Linked DNA regions of Anser cygnoides: all the other regions are linked to region 1. A link is a contact called in public Hi-C data. All regions are on one chromosome and are shown on one strand. The core of a region is the stretch at or near the end of the contact, and the rest is flanking DNA. Distances in the headings are between cores, read along the strand shown.

The links. A called contact is a pair of places that touch in the nucleus more often than the background predicts.
Region 2: a Hi-C map of liver shows a contact between it and region 1, with 10 times the contacts expected there. The contact joins two enhancer-like sites.
Region 3: a Hi-C map of liver shows a contact between it and region 1, with 2.8 times the contacts expected there. The contact joins two enhancer-like sites. A contact is called at or near these places in 2 of 7 Hi-C or Micro-C datasets (both in liver).

The regions. Positions count from the first base shown.
Region 1 is chr16:6,098,280-6,102,558 of Taihu_goose_T2T_genome, reverse strand. It overlaps SPO11 (SPO11 initiator of meiotic double strand breaks), which reads left to right. Exons shown (of 19, transcript XM_066978361.1): 8 at 1,893-2,006. Among named protein-coding and RNA genes, the nearest start is that of RAE1, 14 kb to the right of the region's middle. Within about 2 kb of position 3,023, at least 1 of the 3 cell types and tissues checked has open chromatin away from gene starts, as enhancers often do. A contact at or near this core is called in liver, where this site is marked.
Region 2 is chr16:5,947,595-5,952,357 of Taihu_goose_T2T_genome, reverse strand. No RefSeq gene overlaps it. Among named protein-coding and RNA genes, the nearest start is that of PCK1, 22 kb to the left of the region's middle. Within about 2 kb of position 1,722, at least 3 of the 3 cell types and tissues checked have open chromatin away from gene starts, as enhancers often do. A contact at or near this core is called in liver, where this site is marked.
Region 3 is chr16:6,253,603-6,258,474 of Taihu_goose_T2T_genome, reverse strand. All of the region lies in intron 4 of SPO11 (SPO11 initiator of meiotic double strand breaks), which reads left to right. Among named protein-coding and RNA genes, the nearest start is that of BMP7, 130 kb to the right of the region's middle. Within about 2 kb of position 3,269, at least 2 of the 3 cell types and tissues checked have open chromatin away from gene starts, as enhancers often do. A contact at or near this core is called in liver, where this site is marked.

The sequences.
Region 1 (4,279 bases), core at 1,774-4,273:
GTCATTTATGCTCTTAATGTTGAAGTTGGTTTCCTCTGCTATACAGAAACTAGTATCTATTCATGCTGCAACCTGTGAGAAATGAGCAGAGAAACCCTATGAGATACACAGGGCCTGCCCTTCTCAGCTCAGATTTCACCATTAACTAAACCAGAGTGTATTTTAAGTAGGCATACTTGGCTGGTATTGCGTGTTCGCTTATTAAAATTCAATTAATCTCTGCAAAAGGAGATGAAATATCAGCAAGGGGTACAAAGAAAATTGCTGTCCTCTTCCTACTTTGTCACATTTACAGCTTCTGTTGGCCAAGAAATGAGGAAACTTTGATGGGAACAGCAAACTCAACTTTCAAATCCTGTAGTGAACTTTGAAATGTCTATGGAATTTTAAGACAGTTACAGTGAATGGAATGAATAAATAAGATACTTATGAGTATCAAATCAATGGCATGGTTTAGGTTTCCTAGCAGCCTATCCTTTCAGCCATCTGCCTCTACATATTTTTGTTATCCTTAACTCTAATTTTTGTTAAGTTGACCTGTACTGTAGTCAGTTTTGCTGACCAGCAGACCATTTCCTCTCCACTTAGTAGAATGTCTATTTTGGATATAGCAGTAATATGTAGGATTTGAAGATGAAGGAACAGACCATGAGTCTGAGAGTCAGGGTGTCTTGTCTCTCTGTGTTTGCGATTATTCATCTGAATACAGAAAAATATCTTTCATTGTGTTCATTGAAAAATGTAATCTTATTGGGCAAAAATGTTAGTAATACTAGTAGTTTCATTTAATATGCAGATACTACTATGAATAATGTTTTAAAAGAAAAGGTTAATATTTTCCAGAAATTGTTCTGCTAAAACTGGATTCTCTCTCTCTCTCTCTCTTTTTTTTTTTTTTTTTTTTTTTGGTGAACAAATAGTAAGCGGAAGCTGAGCTACAAAATGGAAGAAGTATATTCAGCTGATAGAAGAGAGCTTTAATGACACCACATTATTTTTTAAGGAGACTCATAGCTAGGTTTAAAAATTATTCTTGCTGATTTTGTAACAGCAGGATAATTCATTCAGTGTGGTCTGCACTGGTATTGACTCATCTTTTCTTAGTATATTGCTTAAAAACAAAATTGGACTTTGCTGATAAATCTTTGAACTAAAATATTTTTTTCCTACTCTTTTAATTCCTACTTACATTTACAAGGGAATATAGTACAGCTGTAATTTTAAGGACAGCTGAAATGTTGGCATCAGATTCCTTATGAAAATAAAAAGCATCTGTCATAACACTGAGACCAGCCTGCAGTTTTGATGTAAGGGATCTGCTTGCAAGGTTACTTTGTCTTTTCAGGTGAAAGATACAGATTTTATTCTTTTCACAGCGCATCTGTTGAGATGAAGCCTTCGTATAATTAAAACCCTTAACAGTTTGTTTATGGCAACAGATCAAAAGGTTAATGTGCAATGGTACAACAGGATGTATTTGTACTGTTGAACATTTTTAAAATTTACAGCATTTAAAAACAACTTAGCTCAAATCATAGCCAAAGCCAATATTACATCATTTAAAGTAAAACATTAATCATTAGTCATGAAGCAGCCAGTTGGTCTAAAAGTTCATCTGTTGAAAAATTTGATGGTTTAAGGATTGAATAGAAATGTACTTTTAATTGTGTTCTCAGTTATGCATCTAAAATAGAAAATCCAATATTTTAGGGAAACTAAGGAAAAGAAAATTCAAAAGCAAGCATTTTTGATCCCTATGTTTTTGAAACAAATATATTCTTAAAGCAGTTTTGAATTAAATGGATTCTGTAGGGATGAGGGCAGATGATCAAAATGCAAAGTGGAACTATATTTAATCATATGAATTGTATCATTAATTTTCTTTCTTTCAGTTCTGAAGTTCTTGAAGCAATTGAAAATGTTATTCAAGATGTACTTGAAAGCTTGTCCAAAAAAAAAGCACCTGTTCTCACAGTAACTAGGAGATCAGATTGGAGGAATATTGAGTAAGTTTTATATATTTTAAAGTCCTGCCTTATATTATTATAAATGCCATGAATATAAATTTGTTTGTATAATGTCTAGAAAAGTTAATCTTACGTAGTTCTGTAAGTATTAGAGTTAATAAATAGTTTGGCTTCTTAAAAAAAATAATGGGCAAATAAAAAGTGATGCTTAGTACTCAATCTGCATAGACAGGTTTTGTGCGTTTAGTCAAATAACAGCAGACCACTAACATAAAGGTGAATGTAAAACTTGTTTAAAAGGGGTCAGAAAGGAAAGAGGACCTAAATGCATTCACTTTCTGGGTGCAGTAGAAAACAGAAATGATAAGTTGTATTTGATTTAAAAAAATCTCTTTTAGGCTGGAAACAATTGCTAGCAATTTCATTTTCCAATCAACTTTTTGTGCTTCCTGTTTTCTTTTTCTCTGCTTTTCTTTATGGTATCTTATTTTTTCAAACGATAGTGATAAACTTATCCTCTTTGTATTCTTCAGAGAAGATACTGTTCTCTTACCTTGTCTTTGTGTCCGTATACTTTTCCTAGTCCATCACTAGCCAAATAAAGTAAAACAAGTTTCTGAATTGTTGTCTAAATTTCATATCTCATGCCAGCTTACCCACACAGGATCAGAGGAAAAGCAATCTGTCCTTTATAACACAGAGTTGTAGAAGTTGCCTGTGCAACAGTATTTTTCCAAGGCACTCATTTCAATTGAAAATACCTGAAACTGAGAAAGTAATTGCTTTCTATAATATGGAAGCAAAAGGATAGAGGAAGAAAAAAATCTATTTCTTGTCTTGTAATGGCTTTGGGCATCAGTGTGTTAAAGGTTATTTAGATCAATAAGATTGCAGAGGTGCTTGTAAGTGGGCACATTACAAACATTCAGATTGCAAAAGCACAGCAAACCTCCCAAGCATTACACTTCGGTGAAATACTCATTTAATGAGAACAATAAATTTCTGTCAGTCAGAAAACCTGAAGGGCCTGAAGGTAATCAGTTAACTGAAATGCTTGTGAATTTAGTCATTTCTGCCCTGGTAGCTTGACAAAAAGTGTTTCACTCAGATGTCTGTAAAATTAAAATACTATAACAAAGCTTTGCAATTTTTGGCAGTCTTGGAGAAAATGGCATTTCAGGCTAGAAAAACAAATGTGAGATGTTATTTGCCATCAGAACACGTAGGGGGAAAAATGTTCGTATTAAAACAAGTTAACATCACAGTATGTTAAAAATAAGACACATCAATCAAATTTAAAAAGTTGAAACATTATTTATGGTGGAGAAATGTAAACTTACATATTCATTCCATTGAAAAATGATGTGCATACTGGTTTAATACAACAGGATTTCTGAGAAGATTAAAATAAAAATAAATAAGCAAATAAAAATAAAAACACCCCTCCCCCTAATGTAATAGGAATGATAGAAAATATAGTTAGTGGGGCATATTTTTCCTTATTTAGGCAGCATTTCCATTCCTAATCTGCACAACTGGAATCTGCGGGGCAGGAGCTTGTAGAAATGAGAGAATTATTTCATGTTTGAAATGTGCCTTGTAAACATTTGTAGATACCCAGAGAGATATTTACCTGAGAATGAGGTCAATCGGTGAGAATGCCAGGCCTAAAGCAGTACAATTGGTTTCCGCTGAGCAAATTTCTGTTAAAATAAATAGATAAATACAGTTTTCCTGGAGTGGAAAGACTTTACAGAAAACCGTTCTGTTGGGATAAATGCAGTACTAGGAAAAATCGCTGGGTATCTGATATACAGTTAGGTTAAGGTTTTCTTCGTGAGTTATCTGCGGGAGTCAAACTGATCAGGTTCTTGAGTATAATGTTTCTAAAACGAAGTGTTCCTTATTTACCCTAACAGAGCAATGGGCAAAGTTTCATTCGGTGCAGTTACAGTGTAGGGAACAAGGCATACACACGTTTTCAATGTTGCAGAACAAAGGCAAGAAAGTTGCTTTGAAGCGGAAAGGCAGATGCTACACTGCGCTGTTTGCTGCTCCTGTGCCTTACACAGCGCTGTGGTGTGTTCTGCCACCCAAAGGATGCATGGAGCAAAACCTTTGACAAAGAAAAATTTAAAAACGTTATGTGGCTTTGTATAAAATAATGGTCATTTTACCATCGGTACTTTTTAAAAACATGTACAGAAGCCTAAAATGAAAAACAATGCATTATAGAGAGGACAGCCATTAAAATAGGACACTAGAATGAGCTGTTGTTAAGAAAACAAGTGATTCTTTTGGTGAAATGTGTA
Region 2 (4,763 bases), core at 473-2,972, 150 kb after region 1:
GTTTCCAGGCTGTGGGACATCTGCAGCTTTCCAGCCCCGAGGAAGGGACTAAGCAGGCCTCAGGCCTGACCCAGGCTAGCAGCGAGAACTCAACAGCACTCTGTGTTTGTTTTTAGTCAAAAAATATGTATTTCTTTGGATCATAATCTTCACCGGCAACCCCCAGGCCTACCAGGCTGCCTGACGCCAATTACTTCAAGGGTAGAAGCTGATGGGAAGGGAGCGGCAGGGCTGGAGGAGAGCAGAGCCCCAGGTCCTGCGCTGACCCAAACCAGCGCTGGCAGCAGCTCAGAGACCAAGGCAGAGCCTTCCCCAGGCCCCCCTCGCACAGCAGCTCTATGAACACAAAGAAAATTAGTGCAATGGGAGAAAAATACGAGACTGACCACAAAAACATGACCAGCAGGTGTAGGAAAGAGGCAGCTCTAAAGTAAGTGAATTTATACCTGCATATTAATGAATGCTGAACCTTAAAAAGCCTAATGAGACACTTGTTTTAATTAAAAGGAGGGGTCACTTAGCAGCTCCCCCACCAGCTCCTCCATCCCAGGGTCGCCCACGCTGGGCACAAACACTGAGGAATGCGGCTCCAGCTCACCCGCTGGCGTAACATGTTTGCTTTGCGACTTGTCGGACTCCTGCATCGGTTGTACGGCTGTACTTTGGTCCAAGAACATTTCACCCAAATGTATTAACCTAGCACTACATCCACCAGAGTAAACATTTTATTTTCCGAGAGGAACGCACGCGCCACTTTGTTAAATTGACCAAGGGACGTATCGGCTTTGTTTGTATTCAGCCTTTTTCGGCAAATTCCCAGGGCAGATGATGCCAGTTTTGCAGAAATTACAGGGATCATGCTGGTCCCTGGGGCTTGGCCGTGTGAGGAGGGGGCTGGCAGGGCTGCCATGGGGAGGCTGGAGCCCCTCAGCCCTACCAGGCTGGTGGGTTCCAGATCCCACCCTGAAAAAAAACCATTGATTTTTCCTGGTGGGATCTGTGCTTCTCTGTCCTGCCTGGTCTGGGTTTGGAGCGGGCAGGCCAGGGAAGGGAAGATGCTGGGTGGCTCCGGCCATGGCTGGCAGGGGCAGACAGCCCAGGCTGCCAGCATGCTTCAGTTCTTGGGAACAAAGAAATCCAAGCACGTGTGTACTCACCTGTACAGTTACGGGGCACTGGGAAATAGCCCCTACCCCACCACAGCCTTCCCCAGGGCAGGGGGCTGCTGCCGGTGGGCACAGGGGCAGTGCTGCCTTCAGGGTGCGCAGCCCAGGGACTGCAGTAGGGCTGCAGGGAGACCTGTGTCTCGCCACACCATGCTGTCCATCTGGCAGCTCCTTCCCTGCCCAAACCAGCCCCATGTGGTGAAGGAAATCAGTCCTCGAGAGCCAGGCTGCTCCCTCTGGCACTGATCCCTGCCAGCCAAAGCCATGGGGTGGGCACGGCACGGCCCCATCCTGCACCAAGCAGCACAAAGTCCCTTCACACGAGGCCGGGTGCCCAGCCGGCCGGGACAGGCAGCAGCACGACCAGAGGGCAGGCTGCCTTGGGTCACTTAGCGCCGACGCTGCATGAAGGAGAGCAGGATTTGTTTGTGCTGCTGGATGGCTTGTTTGTGTTAAAAGTACATCTCGTCTCAGAGACGGCGTTTCAGGTAACCGCTGCAGGGAGGCTGGGCATTAATGGTGCAAGGAGCCCCCCCAGGGATGCACAAGCATGCTGACAGGACTTACGTGACCATTACCCCTCCCAGCTGCAGTCCTGGTCACGGGCACACTCTTGGTGCTGTGTTAGCCTAAACCTCCCCCAGGAGGCTGAGCTGCCCCAGCACAGGCTCTGAGCACCAAGGCTCAGATTCCCGTGGTTCAGCTAATGCTACCACTAGGCGACAGTGCTTCGCTCACGCCTTGGAGCCCTCTACTGCCATCAATGTTTAACCCCGGTAACCTTGACTGACCTCCCCTCTGGATACCTGCCAAGGGGCTCAGGGTGAGCCTGAGCAAACTTCACCTCTGATGGCAAGGTAAAGCTGGCAGTGTCGGTGCTCATTCCAGCCAGGGACACCCCTGTGGTCCATCTAACAACCAAGATAAAGCTTTCTGGCTCCACTAGGACTGCTAGTTCCAGTTTATCACATATTGTTTGGTTGTTAACATAATGTGCTACTTATCTCTTAATATATAAATGGTAAGAGCAGCACGAAATAACTCCAGTCTCTCTGCTCACCTCCTGCCTCAAAAGGACAAAGCAGCCATAAGTTTCTGTGCACTACAAACCCGCCAGGACTCAGCCCTGGTGCTGTGGTGCTGGGTGTGCTCCTGGGGATCCCACAGCCAAGCTGCCAGCAGCAGGACCAAGCCTGGCTGGCAAACAGCAGTCATGTAAGTGCCCCAATCACAGCACTGGAGAGGTATTTGGACAGCTCACACACAAAGCCAGTGGGTACACTTATTAAATAAAATGCCCTTTTTGTTTCTGCAGACAACTTTTCCAGTGTAGGTGTGAGCTGGTTTCCACAGGAAATTTCTCCAGCAAATCCCCACGCCTCTGTGCGGGGGGAAGACACCAGGACAGCACTGCTGGATGAGCTTTTCCATCTTGCCCACAGCCAGCACCATGGGAGCCCGCAAGTCACAGCCGGGCAGCCCTTTAAAGCTTTCCAGGCATGTGCAGGGCCATGGGCATGGCTCCTGGTGGAGACTGCAGGGCCTCAGCCCCATGGAGCAGTGTCCCCTGCTCCACAGCTCAGACACCTAGGCACAGACACCGGCAGCCTGACCCAGGCAGGAGCAGGGCCACGGTGAGGCAGAGCCACCCCTGCGGACTCACCCAGCTTCCCCTACAGCTCCCCCTCGCACGTGGTTACAGGTTCAGCTCCTGCAGGTGCTTCTGCAGGTGTTTGCTGCAAGACAGCTCGTGGGGAGGCCTGGGCAGCTGGGCTGAGCCTCAGCAGTTCCACTGCGCCTTCTGCAAACCGGGATGGGGGGAGCTGCCCCTACCCTCTGCCGCAGGGGACCAGACTGGCCCCGGGGTGCCAGGAGAAGCCACCCAGCCCAGCAAAGAGGGGACCTCTGCACACACACAGGACCACAGCGCCCAGAGATGTGGTAACTTCAGAGGACCACACCAGCTGGGCGAGACTTCAGCCTGCAGCTAACCATCACCATCAGGCTCCTGCAGCCACCAGCCTCCTGACACCATGACCAGGGCCCACCCCCAGCACCCACCAATTACCTTCTGTGGTAGCACAACCACGGCACCCAGGAAAAGCCCTCAGCAACAGCAGCAGCCCCAGCCCAGCTCCTTCTGACGGAGCCTCCCCCCTCCAGGCATGGCTCATCAGCACTAACAAGGCTCCCCCAGCCTGCTCCCACCCAGCCCAGCTGCAGAAAATGGGGAAGAAGATGGAAGATGGGGATGGAAAGTGCCAGCCCTTCTCTTGGGATTCAGTTGGGGGGGGCTTAAGCGGCCACAGGACGCACTGCCCCGTGCTTCCAAGTCCTGCTCTGCTCATTTTGGACATCCTGCTTCTCACCGAGCCCTCCCACAGGTGTCCCTGTGTGTGCTCCCCACCCCGCACTCATCCCTGCTCAGGGAAAAAGCGAAGCCCCCAGCTCGCCCTGCTGCAGGCCAAAGGCCGAGCACCCTTCCCACAGGACAGCCCGGCCGCCCACGGGCTCCTTTGCTCGCCACCTCGTGGTGGCAGCTGGCAGCCCGACACGGCCCGTGGCCACACAGCCCCACGGCCTGGGTCCCACAGGTGCACGGGGTGCTGCGACCCACCTGGCAGTGTCTCACGTCCCCTGTCCTTGTCCCGCAGCAAGCATGACAAAATGGTGGTGACATGGGTGGATTTACACTCCTGGAACCACAACAGCCCCTCAGTGATGGAGGAGGGACAGCCAGGCCTGGGTTGCGGTGCGGTGGTTTTGTAGCCACCCCAGTGTTTGCAGCCCCAGGGCTGATGCCCTACCCTCCTAGCAGCGTTTTTTGGGGGGCCTGGTGCTGGCCCTGCAGCCCACACAGCCCCTGGGCTGGTGGCTGGGCCCAGCAAGTTCTGTGGGGCCGGGCCCTGCACCACCGCTGTGCACACACTCCAACCACAGGCTTGGCGGAGTGGTTTTCATTAGACCTACAAAGCAAAATTAGCCCCAGAAAGAGCCGATGCCTGGCTCTCTTCCAGGCCAAAGCAGCAGCTTCTGCATCATGCCCCCGCGGGCAGGATCCTGCAGGCCCTGCCCCAGCCCCTCCGCCAGCATCCCTCACCTTCCTGCCCCGCAGCACCCCCAGTCCCCACCACACTCCCCCTTTTTCTGTTTTTCCCCTCTCATTTGGGATAAACGGCACAAAAGGAGCCGTTCTGCTCGCCACCCCCTCCCCAGCCTCCTCCTCCCCCTGTCTGGCAGGTCTGTGTTATTATTAAGACACTTGAGATTATGGTTGTCTGAAAGTTGAAGAATGACAGCAAAGAACCAGATGCTGTACACTGATAAATTACAAGGGCATTATGCAGAGGCAGCTGTACCATATAAAAGCCTAGTTTTTATACCCTGCCATGATTTTCCATGTGGCATCGTATGGTTCCAGCATCTGGGCGTCACCGTCAATGTCTCCCGTATATTTTGCTGAGCACTGTCATTATGATAATGAAGAAATTGCAGCAGACGTTAATTGCAGTTCCCGCTGGCTATTGCAAGAAGTCGAAGGCACGGCAGCGGGGCTGGCGGGGCCTCTTTCATCTCACAGGGGTTTTTTTCACTCTT
Region 3 (4,872 bases), core at 2,020-4,519, 160 kb before region 1:
TTATAACCCGCCTGTGAGAAATGTCCTGGGTTTATCGGAGCTGGTCCTATCAATATTTCAGGGCTAGTTTGCTAGCCTAATTCAAGGAAAGTTTTCAGATAGATCCCTAAGGCCTTCCTTGGCTACAAAACTGCACAACACGCAGCTCAGCCTGCACTCGCAGGACTTCTTTCTCTGTTGGGGCACTCCGAGCTGTGATCCCAGAGACAGAGCAGGTGATTCCTAGTGCGAGGCTGTTCCTCGCTGAAATCCTCCACACTATAAGGGGCCAGCCTCTGCTGTCACTGCACTTCATCAGCTTCTCTTAGGACTTCAGGCAACGCCTTTTGGGAGCTTTTAAAATTTGCGTAAGAGGTCTCTTACATCCTTGTGATAAGCGCTAGATACTTAAATTATATTTCGCCCTTAGAAAGTGCTGGAGACGTACAGCCAAACTCCAAAAGGCAGCAGGGGACGTTTACCAGGACACCAAGCTCCCTGGTTCCCTCAAATCCGCTGTGAATTTGTGTCCTTGTAATGAGAAGGAATGGCAAGCTGCTGTTTGCCTTTTTCACAGGTCTGTGGGAAGAAAGTTTGGGAAGTGCAGAGCCTTTGCCTTGTAGTTTTCTGTACAGACAGAGAGGGAAAACTACTTACCAAAGAGAGGTAGAGTGGGTTTCTGTGCAAAAGCAAACAGGAATGAATGAAAACTGCATATCAGGAGAATGTCTGCATGTAAAGGTCAGACTTGGAAAGGTAAACGGTAAACTGAGGGATGTAAAGTAAAAAAAGAAAGGGGAACTCCTGGGGGGTCTGATCCCAAACCCATTGAAGTCATAGCACAGTGGCCAACAGCAGATTTGGAAATTTGGGAGCTTTGCCTCCTTGTATTGGTTCTTAGCAGCTGGCAACACTGGGAGATCTGAGGCTGAGCATCTTCTGGAGCCAGTGGGTATGGGCAGAGCTGTGTGAAACCCAGCACGTATGGAGACAGCAGCTGTTCTGGCAGAGCTGGATGGCAGGGGGAAGAAGTACACTGTCCGCTGCACTTTCAAGGGCTTCCTCATTATAGTGGAAAGGCTTAAAATATTTACATATGGACAGTAGGTCATATATATTTAGCAACACCTGAGCTGAAGTGGAAGCCACATGTACAGCTTGTTGTAGTATGTATGTACTATTTATGAATATAATAGATATTTGTTGTCTAAAGACCACTATGAAAACCTAAAAATGCATTGTTTTCTCCATGGTACTGAGTTTCAACAGCTAATCTGTCCATGTTATCATTCTAATCATTTACAGGAATTCTCCCAAAGAGAAAAAACAGCTTTTTGAAAAATACAGGAATGTGGCTTAACTAAGCAATGTTGATTACGTCTGCAATGGTGTGCTCTGTATATTAAGAATTAGACTGCGGGTTCAAAACCAAACAAGTGGCATATTTCTCAGGAAGTTACTGAACTCAAAATCAGTTTTGTTATTTTAATGCAAGGGCAGTGAATGAATGAGTGAATGAATGAATGAATAAATAAAAGAATCAGGCCAATCTGCAAACCAACAGATTTTATGTTTTATTTTATTCTTTGTTTATGGGGTTCATAAAAGTTTAGTTTATATTTTACTGGGTCTGAGCCTCACACATTTCCAGCTTCAGGGCCAGATGTGGAAAGTACCTAAATGCTGTAAAAAGCAGTTTAAAAGGTTGTCTGAGTCAGATGGAGCTTGAAAACCTCAGAGATCTCAGGGACACTCTTGGGAAACCTCCAGCTGAGATTCCCAGATAAATTGGGATTAACTTTGAGTTGGTGTGACCCAGAAGTCGGACACTCGGATTAGTAAGGTCTCCAACAAAACGTCCAAAGCTCTCAGAAGTCCTCCCAAGGTTAAGTGTGGGGGAAGAGGAATTGTGATTGTCAAATAAATTGTATAATATAATGCTTTGTTTGTAGCTTTTGAGTTCAGTAAGCATGTCCCTTTGAAGATCAGTGCTCTTCTGTCAGATCACTTAAGGCTTGGTTCAGAGCCCATTTATATTAATGGAACAACTCCCTTTGACTCAGTAAACTTAGATGCTTCCTATCAATTTTGAGACACTCGCCCGCCAGCCTTTTCCTGCTGATGCAAGAGCTGGGATCCAAACCTAGGAAGTGTTCAGCGCTGGTACCTGCCGGTGGGCTTTGAGCTCTGCTCCACTCACTGGAGCTGTGGTCAGGGCAGTGCGGGCAGCCTCCCAGCGTGGCCTCAAGCAAATGTCAGTCGAGTGGCTTGCTAGACATCACGGGCTGTATAGAGGTGTGTACAACCCAAATTGTACTTCCATTTCAGCTGCGGCTTAGCCCTGAAAGCTCCCCAGTTGCCTGGTACCTGAGTACCCTGCCTGGGGCATGCAAAATGGCTGGCATGGGGCTCAGCATCTTTTTCACACCACGGCTATCAAACCCACGTTAAGAATTCAGAAATTAGGTGTTTCCTTATCTCTGCTCCCAGAGAAGTATTCAGCAGCTTTCTGTGAGCACAAAGCACGCTCTGGCTACAAAGCGCAGCTGTCATTTGCTTTTCCAGCAAAGCAGCGGAGTCGGTGGTGATGCAACAGCGGGGTGAGGCCAGGCAGATCAGTTAAGGCCAGATTTTGAAAGCTAAATAGTCAGCCAGCAAATTTTGCCGAGGTATGTAAGCGGTGTGTACGCCAGATTCTGGCTGATTACAACAAACTAGGTGCACGGTTACCTGTGAAACTGGCCTTTAATCCTCTGACCCTGAATCCGGGTGAGAGTTACCCTCCCTGCTCTCACTGCATTGGACTTCGGTGCTTAAATACCTTTACAGAGCTGACCTTGCCTCTTCTGTCCTCCACATTTGTGCGTTTCTTCTACCTTTCTTCTAACTTAATTTGATGTTTTTTAAAAACTGAAAACGACATAACGGTTAGCAATCAAGATCTCTTGGCAAAGCACGACTGCTGATAACCACTTAACAAAAAATGTCCCTGGCAGATAGATTTAGTTTACCTAAGAGTTAATGGAAAGCAGTGTCCAATTCCAAGTGTTGACATGATTTGTCAAGTTTGCCATTGTATATGTTTGAAGTTTCCTTTGAGGGGAACTGACCCAAAATTGTAACACTAAATAAACACACTCTTCAAATAACCAATGGCAGTTTCCTAAATTGCCAATCAAATCCATAAATAAAGACACAAGCTCTGAGTGTATTTAAGTCATGTTTAGCAGAACAGAACTAAACAATAACATTCTTGTTAAAATGTATTTTCATTTCAAAGCAGTTTCCCCATGAACATTCAAAATGTAAACAGTCCTAAAGATTTCTAAATTATCTCTGCCTTTGCCTCTTGGGTGGGTGGGGGGAAAGAATGAAACTGAAGCTACATTAGAAACACTAAAGTTGGATATGAAAGTCCCAGAGACACAATACTGCATATTGTCGTAATTATCACTTCTTGCTTAAAGAAAAGAAAGAAAAGACCAGTTGACTTGGGTTATGAGGACTCCAGAGTCTAAGCAGCTTTTGAAGCAGCCCTAATTTGCAAAAGAAAGGGAAATGTCTCTTTGCATTTTGTTCCCAGAAAATGCTACATCATTGTGGGCAATATTCACACCCCCAAGTTTCAGCATAGACACCCAGACGGGCATCTACTTTGCCCAAGTCCTCTGGGTGAAATCAAGGGAAAGAAATTCTGCTCCAAATTGCTCTCTGGAGCCAGTGATAAGAAGGAAACAAAGGGAGCAAAAGCAAGCAGAACATGGAACAGATTGAAGTTAAATCTGGCTTCAAGTCCCGACTTTCTGCTCCGTCAGCCTGGCTGGGCTTCCCTCTCCAGCCAACATTTCACTCACAGCGCTCTCGGCCCCTTCGCTGGGGTGTGAAATCAAGCCTGCCTTCCACTTGCCATGATGTGGGGCTGTTCTTATGTTTCTTTGTACTAGGCCAGTGGGGAAAACGGAGAAATGTCCCAAGGAAGCCAGCTGCTTCTGAAATCCCCTGCTCCTCCTGTTGGGTTTGGTATTTTCCTGGGATCCCTAGCTTCAGAGCTCTTTTCAGGAGGTGGTGATTCAGGGCCCATTGAAGTCAACAGACCTAAACTGACTTCAGTGAGCTGTGGATTGAGATCTTATCTTGCACAGACATTTAATTCTTTCTTGAAAAAGTCTTTCTCATTCAGATTGTGTTCAGATGACTGCTGGAAGATCTTGGGAATCCTAGCAAATCAGTGTCGCCCCAGAAGGGGGTGATTTCTGTGCAAAAGGATGCCCTGGCAGTGCAGTTCTTCCTCAGGTCAGTGCCTGCTGTCCCTGTCCCCCATTTTACTGCAGCTGCTCTGACTTTGGGTGGGCATTTCTGAAAACGCAGGGGCAGACAAGGTGATGCAAAAAATGAGCTTGTTTGCTGAGAAGGCTGATATTTTGGAAATGGTTAGGCCATCCCTATGGGATAGGCTAATGGGATTAAGCAGCCTGTGACACACTCAGCCCCAGCTCTGAATTAACACCTGGCTCCAATCTCAGCGTAGCCAGTGGGGCACATTTTGGCAGTTGAAATGAATGGGTGTTAAGAGCTGGCAGAAGCCTATCTCGTATTGCAGTAGGCTTACGTAGCTCCCAAGATGATCTCCATCAGGTGCTTCCAGAGTTGCATTAACGGAACAGAAGCAGAAGCACTGCTTTAGAGGGTAGGTTTTGCCTGCAATTCTCGTTATTACCCTTCCTTAATTTTAGGCCCATACTGATATTTTTTTCAGAGCTGGGCCAGGAGGTGCGGTGAGGGGCGGGAGGGCTGGCAGGAGCGCCCAGCCCGTGCAGGCTGTCTCCCTGCTCTTGCCTCAGCAGGGTCACAGGCTTGGGAAGAAACCCCCAAACACCTTTATCTCAGACCAAC